Regions from separate parts of the Mus musculus genome. Here region 1 is linked to region 2. A link is a contact called in public Hi-C data. All regions are on one chromosome and are shown on one strand. The core of a region is the stretch at or near the end of the contact, and the rest is flanking DNA. Distances in the headings are between cores, read along the strand shown. Region 1 overlaps Vav3 (vav 3 oncogene). Region 2 has its middle 86 kb from the start of Vav3.

Evidence for each region. A called contact is a pair of places that touch in the nucleus more often than the background predicts.
Region 1: a Hi-C map of bone marrow-derived macrophages shows a contact between it and region 2, with 32 read pairs. The contact joins two enhancer-like sites. A contact is called at or near these places in 3 of 484 Hi-C or Micro-C datasets (the HPC-5 cell line and bone marrow-derived macrophages) and 1 of 115 datasets of contacts at active chromatin or transcription factors (heart atrium).

The regions. Positions count from the first base shown.
Region 1 is chr3:109,445,917-109,449,791 of GRCm38.p6, forward strand. All of the region lies in intron 2 of Vav3 (vav 3 oncogene), which reads left to right. Among named protein-coding and RNA genes, the nearest start is that of Vav3, 110 kb to the left of the region's middle. Within about 2 kb of position 2,550, at least 35 of the 459 cell types and tissues checked have an H3K27ac peak or open chromatin away from gene starts, as enhancers often do. A contact at or near this core is called in bone marrow-derived macrophages, where this site is marked.
Region 2 is chr3:109,252,799-109,256,863 of GRCm38.p6, forward strand. No RefSeq gene overlaps it. Among named protein-coding and RNA genes, the nearest start is that of Vav3, 86 kb to the right of the region's middle. Within about 2 kb of position 2,328, at least 129 of the 459 cell types and tissues checked have an H3K27ac peak or open chromatin away from gene starts, as enhancers often do. A contact at or near this core is called in bone marrow-derived macrophages, where this site is marked.

The sequences.
Region 1 (3,875 bases), core at 1,300-3,799, 190 kb after region 2:
ATTCCACCAGAGAACTCCTAAGCCTGATAAACAGCTTCAATGAAGTAGCTGGATATAAAATTAACTCAAGCAAGTCAATGGCCTTTCTGTACACAAAGGATAAACAGACTGAGAAAGAAATTAGGGAAACAACACCCTTCTCAATAGTCACAAATAATATAAAATACCTTGGCGTGAGTCTAACTAAGGAAGTGAAAGATCTGTATGATAAGAAATTCAAGTCTCTGAAGAAAGAAATTAAAGAAGATCTCAGAAGATGGAAAGATCTCTCATGCTCATGGATTGGCAGGATCAATATAGTAAAAATGGCTATCTTGCCAAAAGCAATCTACAGATTCAATGCAATCCCCATCAAAATTCCAACTCAATTCTTCAATGAATTAGAAAGGGCAATCGGCAGATTCATCTGGAATAACAAAAAACCTAGGATAGCAAAAACTCTTCTCAAGGATAAAAGAACTCACACAAGAAACACATCTCCCATGTCAACTACCCCAAAGTTACCCACATAAGCAGGTCACACATGAAGAAAGCATTAAATAATTTAAACAGTACACAAACTGTTAAAGCCATGTCTAGTTGTATCTAGAAGATCCCTGTGGCTTCCAGCGCCTGTCACCAGTCAGCCATTATATTCTTGCTCATGGGAGTCCATTTCCATGGAGAGCTAGGAAAATATTATTAGCTGTGACTCATATAGCTCTGGTCTCACCTAGTACTGTTTTGCTTTTATAGTATTAGTTATAAATCAGTCTTAGATTTTGCTTTTAATAAATGTATTGATTAAAAATTTAAGGACAATTATTTTGGAGGACAGATCAGAATGAATGGAATAAAACTTATTTGTAGGAAAATTCCATTTACATCTCAAAACAAAGCTGCTCCTCCCACCGTCACAATCTTATCCCTCTTGAAGCAAAGACATGGAAAGTAAACAAAGAGATTTTTTTCTATTGGGTCGATGGTCTATCTTTCGAGATGGGTAATTTAATTAACAGCGTGTTACTGTATTGACACAGATCCCTAAAGTCCCACATAAAACAGACTAAGCTCATTTGCTTTATTGCAAAGCCAGAGTGGGTGTAGTTTATTCAGGATAAGTTTTCATCACCTGTATCGCTATTCTCTACTAAGTAAATAAAACCACTTCCTACTTGGGAGATGTCAGTCATGCTGCAACCATGTGGTATACTGTGCAATGAGAGGTTGCCCCTGTGATATGCACACTCTCCTGAGCCTCCTTTTCTAGTACCTGTGGCTCTCGAGGGAGCAGCCAGTCCCCTTCCCTCCACACCATGGGAAGCAGAGCAAAGCCTTGGGATAAAGCTATCTTTCTTAGAGACAGGAAAGAGGCACAGCCAGTGAACTTGTATTCCCGTTCATTCTTCATGCATCCTGAATATTTTATGGCCAGAGCTTTTAGTTTTGTTGTAGGAAAAAATAGTCTAGATTTGCCAAAGAGCAGTCAACAACAGACTCACATCTACAATAGTGAAAGAACAGGTGAAGATGCGCCGAGGGATTGATTCTTCAGGACACTGTGTCTCCCATTATACTAAGCCCGCATCACAGACTGTCATGGCAAATAAATTCCTACAGTCTTACATCTTAGAGTTTCAAACCTGCCATAAAACTTGTGTTCATTTAGGGAAGGGCTTTTATAGCAACAAATGTACAATTTCATATCATGTTATTAGAAGCCAATTTATTGTTTTTGGCTAAAAAATTAATATTAATGTGTTAGCAATTTAGTCATCTCAAGGCAGTCTTTGGCAACCTTACTCTCAGCCAGCCAGCTTCTTCTTGTGCCTATGTTTGCTGCTCTAAAGCCTTATTCATTTTGATTTATGTGAACATGGATTGTAGAATGATAAAGCCTCAGGCCACCAGGATTTAATAGTGAATTGTTCAAGGACATTCATTTAAGAGAGAAAAAAATGGCTCCTCACCAATAATTGAATTATTTTTTACCTATCTTGCATGGCTTCTACTAAAATAGGGAATATTGTGTGTAGTGCCTTCATCATAATTAAGGGCACAGAGTTGTGCTTGGAAAAGGTCCATTGAGGAAACATGTTTGAATGTCATGTATAGGACAAGTGCCTGGTTTGCATACTGCTCCTCCTTCTTCACATGTAACCTCTCCTCCTGCTGCAGTTCGTATTACATACATGGCCTCAATTGGAGTTAAGGATACATGTTTAATCTTTGTGCAGGAGAAGCAGAGAGTCAAAGAGGGATAAAAGCCCAGATAAATTACAGAGGACATTAACCCCATCAAGTCTATAATTTTCAGTGGCTGTTACAATTCATGACCCTTTAAAAATCAGATACATAGGCCGAACCACATGAAAAACTGTAATGTAATTTGGATTAACCTAGAGTTTTGCTAAGACAGTGGCTCGGAGATGAGAAGACCACGGAACAGAGAGGATGGGCTCATGTTTTCTATGTGGCTTTCTTTTCCCTCAAGCTATCAAGGGCTATTAAAGCTACAAATGAGTGTACATTTCAGGAAGTCAGATTTTCCTTTACCATAAAGAGGAACTTAAAAGCAGTACTGTGCATAGTAGAAATGACGGAATTAGTCAGGAGACCTGTGGTTCCCTAATAAGGAGGTTTTCAGGTTTAATTTTTATTTTGCCTGGTATCTCATATGTTGAAGTTGACATTTAGATGGAAAATTTAGTGTGAACGTTTTGGAAATCTATATAGTAATAAGTTGGACCTTAAACTAATAGACTATATATTTGGATTAATACAAGGTCTATCTTCAACTGACTGAATGGTATTTTACATTCAAAATGATTGTTAGCAATTGCTATTTAATGGTGTTTATCAGTGTGTCTGATTTTAATTTCTTCAAGACTAGCATTTTATGGGAACAAAAACTCAAGAGATTGAAGTTTGTTCTAGATGTTCATTGAAGTTTTAGAAAAGAAAATACTTACTAGGGTATGCAGTAACTTTGGACACCCTTAACCTTGCTTCCCTCCTTCTCCAACGGTGATGCTCAGAGGACTTTTTTTTATTAGATAGTTTCTTCATTTACATTTCAAATGCTATCCCGAAAGTCCCCTATACCCTCCCCCTGCCCTGCTCCCCAACCCACCCACTCCTGCTTCCTGGCCCTGGCATTCCCCTGTACTGGGGGATATAATCTTCACAGGACCAAGGGCCTCTCCTCCCATTGATGGCCGACTAGGCCATCTCAGAGGACATTTTTAATGATGGATTTTGTTTTGCAAATACAAAAATATTACTGCTGCAGAGGGGTAAAACAAACAGCTCCTGGAAAATTGATAAAATAGTGTTATAGAGGTCTTTGAAATCTTATGAAGATAACATTAAAAAATCACATGTAGATGTAAAAACCACAGTCCATGGAACTATGTCACAGTTCTGGAAAAATGGGCAAATTGTGAATTCAGTGATTTCTTTGCTAAAGATAAGTTCTGGGATTTCAGAAGACAATGACATAAAATAATGGATTTTTTTTCTCAATTCCCTTTCCTTTGTGCATGTGGAGAATCTAACTGGTTAAAGGGAGGGAGTACTCAGGACTAAATGGGACACACACATACACACACACACCATGTAGGTGATTACATTTAGTTCTCTTAGTTACTCTAAAGTTTTCTTAGTTTTTACAGATAATGGTCAGGTTACTTTCCAGAGTTACATGGGTTGTAAGAGGTGGGTCTGGGGTTTAAACAATATCAGATCCCAGACCGCACACCCTTAGCCACTCCTCTCCTACATCAAGACACAAAGCCCCCAAGGAATAGCACTCCGAGGGTGCAGGGTGCTTGCTCTCACCTCTAATACTGTGTATGGGCATGGGCTTGGGCATGGGCTTGAATATACACATTAAT
Region 2 (4,065 bases), core at 1,078-3,577:
TGTGGATCTCTGGCTTCTTCATTTAGTTAAAGTTGTTGAAATGACCCATTTATACCCAAGTCAGTCAATAGTCTTCCATCTTTAGAGATATTTATACTTTAGCTCAGGAAGATGGCACTCAGAGGCTATTGTATCTTCAGCCTGATTTTCCCTGAGCTGAGCCCTGTGCTGTGGCTTCAGCTGGGTGTTCAGCTGATGCTACTTGGAGTGATGCTGTGTTAGAGTCTGCTGCTTTAGGGTCTGGGTACCCTTTGGGGGCCAGGAGCCATCTAGTGCAGGTGAGCTGACCCCATGAAGTGGACCCAGTACCATGTTTCAGTGGAGGGGGATACTTTGTAGATTTTCTCTCTCCTTCAGCAACCCCTAGTTTCCCAGGCCTCAGCCTGGATGCTACCACCCTTCCTCTCAGAGACCAGGCATCCACTTTTCATAGAAGCACAGAAAATCACAGAGAGCAGAGTTTCTGGCTTCCCAGACAAAGAGCACAAAGGAAACCTGGAGAGGAGTTTGTAAAGCAAACAGTAGAGGGAGGAGCAAAACCTGCCATCAGTGAGAGCAACATGACCTGTTTTTTTTTTTTTTAAGATTTATTTATTTATTATATGTAAGAACACTGTAGCTGTCTTCAGACACACCACAAGAGAGCATCAGATTTCATTATGAATGGCTGTGAGCCATCATGTGTTTGCTGGGATTTGAACTCATGACCTTCAGAAGAGCAGTCGGCGGTGCTCTTAACCACTGAGCCATCTCTCCAGCCCAACATGACCTGTTTTGTGGAAAATTTAAAAACACATAGTTAAAATTTTAAGAAGACAAGAACATGAGTTCTTATGGGTCCATCATGCAACTCCCATAACCACCAGCTCTCTGCTAGCTTGCTTATGAGTACCACTCCCCATGTGTATTTTGTGTATGTATGTCCGGTAGAATTTTACCTTCACAGCATGTGAGCCTTACCTACTCCCATAACAAGTATGCAAAAATAAAATTTCATTAGTGAATACTTGTTGAGTTTTTCTGTTGAGATCCCTTCCCACTTTTTGCAAAGGTCCTGGGACAGAAGACTGCAGAATGTTTCAATTAAATGCTAATAAATGCAGAAAGTGACCCCTCCCCCAGTCCTCGGGTCCTCCTCAGCAGTGGCTTTCAGCCACTTCCTTCTGTCTGGATTCTTAAAAGTGTCCCTGGTGGGCTGCTAGTGACCTGTGTGCTGCCTCTGGCACCCACACACTTCAAGGACAAGCTTCCTCTGGGCATTTGTGACCACTGGGGCTCAAACTTTTCTTAATTGCTTGTATGTTCATCGACTGTCCTTTTGTCACGGTGCAGTGACCCATTTTTTTTTTTTTTTCAACCACTGGGCTGATGGGATCTGATGAGCTGCCAAGTCACATTGATGGGATGTGACTCAGAGAAGGGAGCCACACACGTGATAGTGTGGTGGCATTTGTCTTGATGAAATGCTTTCATTTTATAGAATGTTTGAATTACCACTGTTACTGCGAAAGATGAGCTAATGGCACCTGTTTTGATTCATACGATAATAAAACAGGAAAAAAATTAAAACAAATCTATAAAATCATATGACTATTTCATTCAAGTATTTCTTGGCCACATGCCGTTCTTGGTTCTAAGGCGTAAGCAAGCAATGAAGTTTGAATGAATCAGGAGAGAGTGAGTGTTGTACACATGTTCCTGTTGCTGTAAATGGTTTTAATTTGTCATTCTTTCCCGCTCCCCAAACACACTTAAATCAGAATACACGTAGGAAAAAGATGTGTGTACACTATAAAGGATTTGAAAATAGGACTGAGAAAAATGGGCTTTGTAAATGTGAACATGCTAGATTCAACAGCACACTAAAGGGGTCCCAGAGGGCAGAGCGCACTTGCCTGGATCCTTCTCTTGCTTCTCAGCCAGTTGGCTTCCTGTTGGCTTCAGGTAATGGAAAGATTATGGAGTGGGAAGAGAGGATAAGCCTGATGTGTTGGTTTCCTGTGGCTAGTGTTGCAAATTGCTAAATACACACACACACACACCTACCTAGTGGCTTAAGCTACACAAAGTTATCATTTTATGGTTTGGGAGGCCAAAAGTCAGAAATTTATCTTCAGAGACTAAACTCAGTAGGGCTACCCTCATGCAGGCTCTAGAGACACCCCTAACCCCCGCGCCCCCCTTTTAGGGCATACCCATATTCTTCTGCTTGTGAACACACAACTCTAGTACTGCCTTGACTGACCTCCCTGCCTCTCTCTTATCAGGTCCATTGTGATGACAGTGGGTTTCTGGAAAACTCTGCAGGGCTCCCAGGATGACTCATCAGCCTCTTGTCAGACGTCATTTCTTCCTCAGCCGCTTTTGGAGCAGATCCCCTCCTCTTACTGCTTGACAAGCTGAAGTGGTTTACTGGGTTTTGGACAAGGGGAAGTGGAAGTGCTTGGGTAGTGTTTGTGGGGACAGGGCAGGGAGATGCGAGATGTCTTGGGCACTTGGGTAATTATGAGCAGAGGCTTAGTTTTCCATTTGCCAAGAGAGTTTTCTCTCTCTCTCTCTTAGGCAAACATGCGTGAATGGGGAAGAACTATCTGGAGGACAGCAGTAGTTAGATAGTAAAGGCAGACACACTGGGCCTGTAACTCAGAGCAGTTCGATTTCTGGGTGCAGCTAGTGGGTGCTCCTGACAGAGGTTTTGAACAATACAGGACTAAGGAGAGGTTGGCAAAGCACCTTTGAGAAGGGGATTGATTTCCAGCTAGGCTGCTTAGTCTTCAATTTCCCCTTTCACCCTCTTTATGATCTGCAACAAACTGCTGTGCTCCCTAGCATGTGCCTATGAAAGTGGGACAAGGTCACACAACATTAAGGCTGGCATCAATGCTAAATGAGGTAATGCTCAGAGAAGTATTAAACACATGTGCGACTTCAATTCAATACATAGTTCTAGAAATCCTGAGCCCCTATCCGTGGGCTGCTTGCTGTCCTAAGTCATTGCTCTCTTGGATCTTTTAGCCTACAGGCATATAGAGACATCAGAGTGTACCTAACAACAAACTTAGCTTAGAAAGAAAACCGGGGATGGGAAGACAGAAGGTACACAGGTTTCCTAGGGTGGATGGCTTGAGTTGTGCTAAATGACTGAAATTAAGCCAATGTGTCTGGACTCAAAAGAGCGAGGAGACAGAGAAAGATCTGAGGAAGCCAGCAGGTAAGGGTATTAGGCTCTATGCTAGGAGTCTGTGGAAGCCGTTGAAGGATTTTGGCATCAAACATGTATGTGTATGATGAAGACTTAGGAAGCACCACTGTTAATGGCTCCTGGAGATCAGATTGGAGAGGTGCCAGGTGAGGTGGTGAGAGAAGGGCCTATACTGCTTTGGTAGATGCTCACCTGGATGCCTGGAGCAGGGACTGTGCAGTGAGGGAGAAGCTGGGGTCCAAGAAGGCAGAGAGCACTGGGGAGCCCCTGGATTGATTGACTAGGGAACAATTGCAACTTATCCCTTTGTGTGCTGGACACAGAGGGACAGAGGAGCTTTGGAGACATCTCAGAAAAGATGTTCCCAGTCACTTGGGAGAGGTCTGCCATGGAGCTAGAAATGTTGAACACACTAACTTATAAATAAGGAAACTCTGACCGGACAAGCTAACACGTCTCAAAGTGTTAGTCTGCAGCAGACAAGGCTCTGTTACTGTCCTAGCTCCCTTAATATCTGCAACAGACTTGAGAGATGTTTTCTCCACTTTACAAATGAGGACACAGAGACACCAGAGCTATCCTAGACCTTGCTCAAGGTCAAACAATTACCAAGGCTTAGAACCAGGATCCAAACCCAGGTCAGCCCTGGTGCAATATTTCTGACCACTTCAGCACACCTGATCTCTTGGTGAGTGAATTGGCACAGTTTCAGGATCTACACTGGTTCTATTACAGAACTGGGCTCTATCACATGGGCTGGGCTGCCAAAGCTACCCCATCAGTTTTCAGGGTACAGGAGATGTTGGTGTTTCTGGTTGCCATGGTTTGCATAATATGCATTCCTCACCTGCTGGAATCTCCTG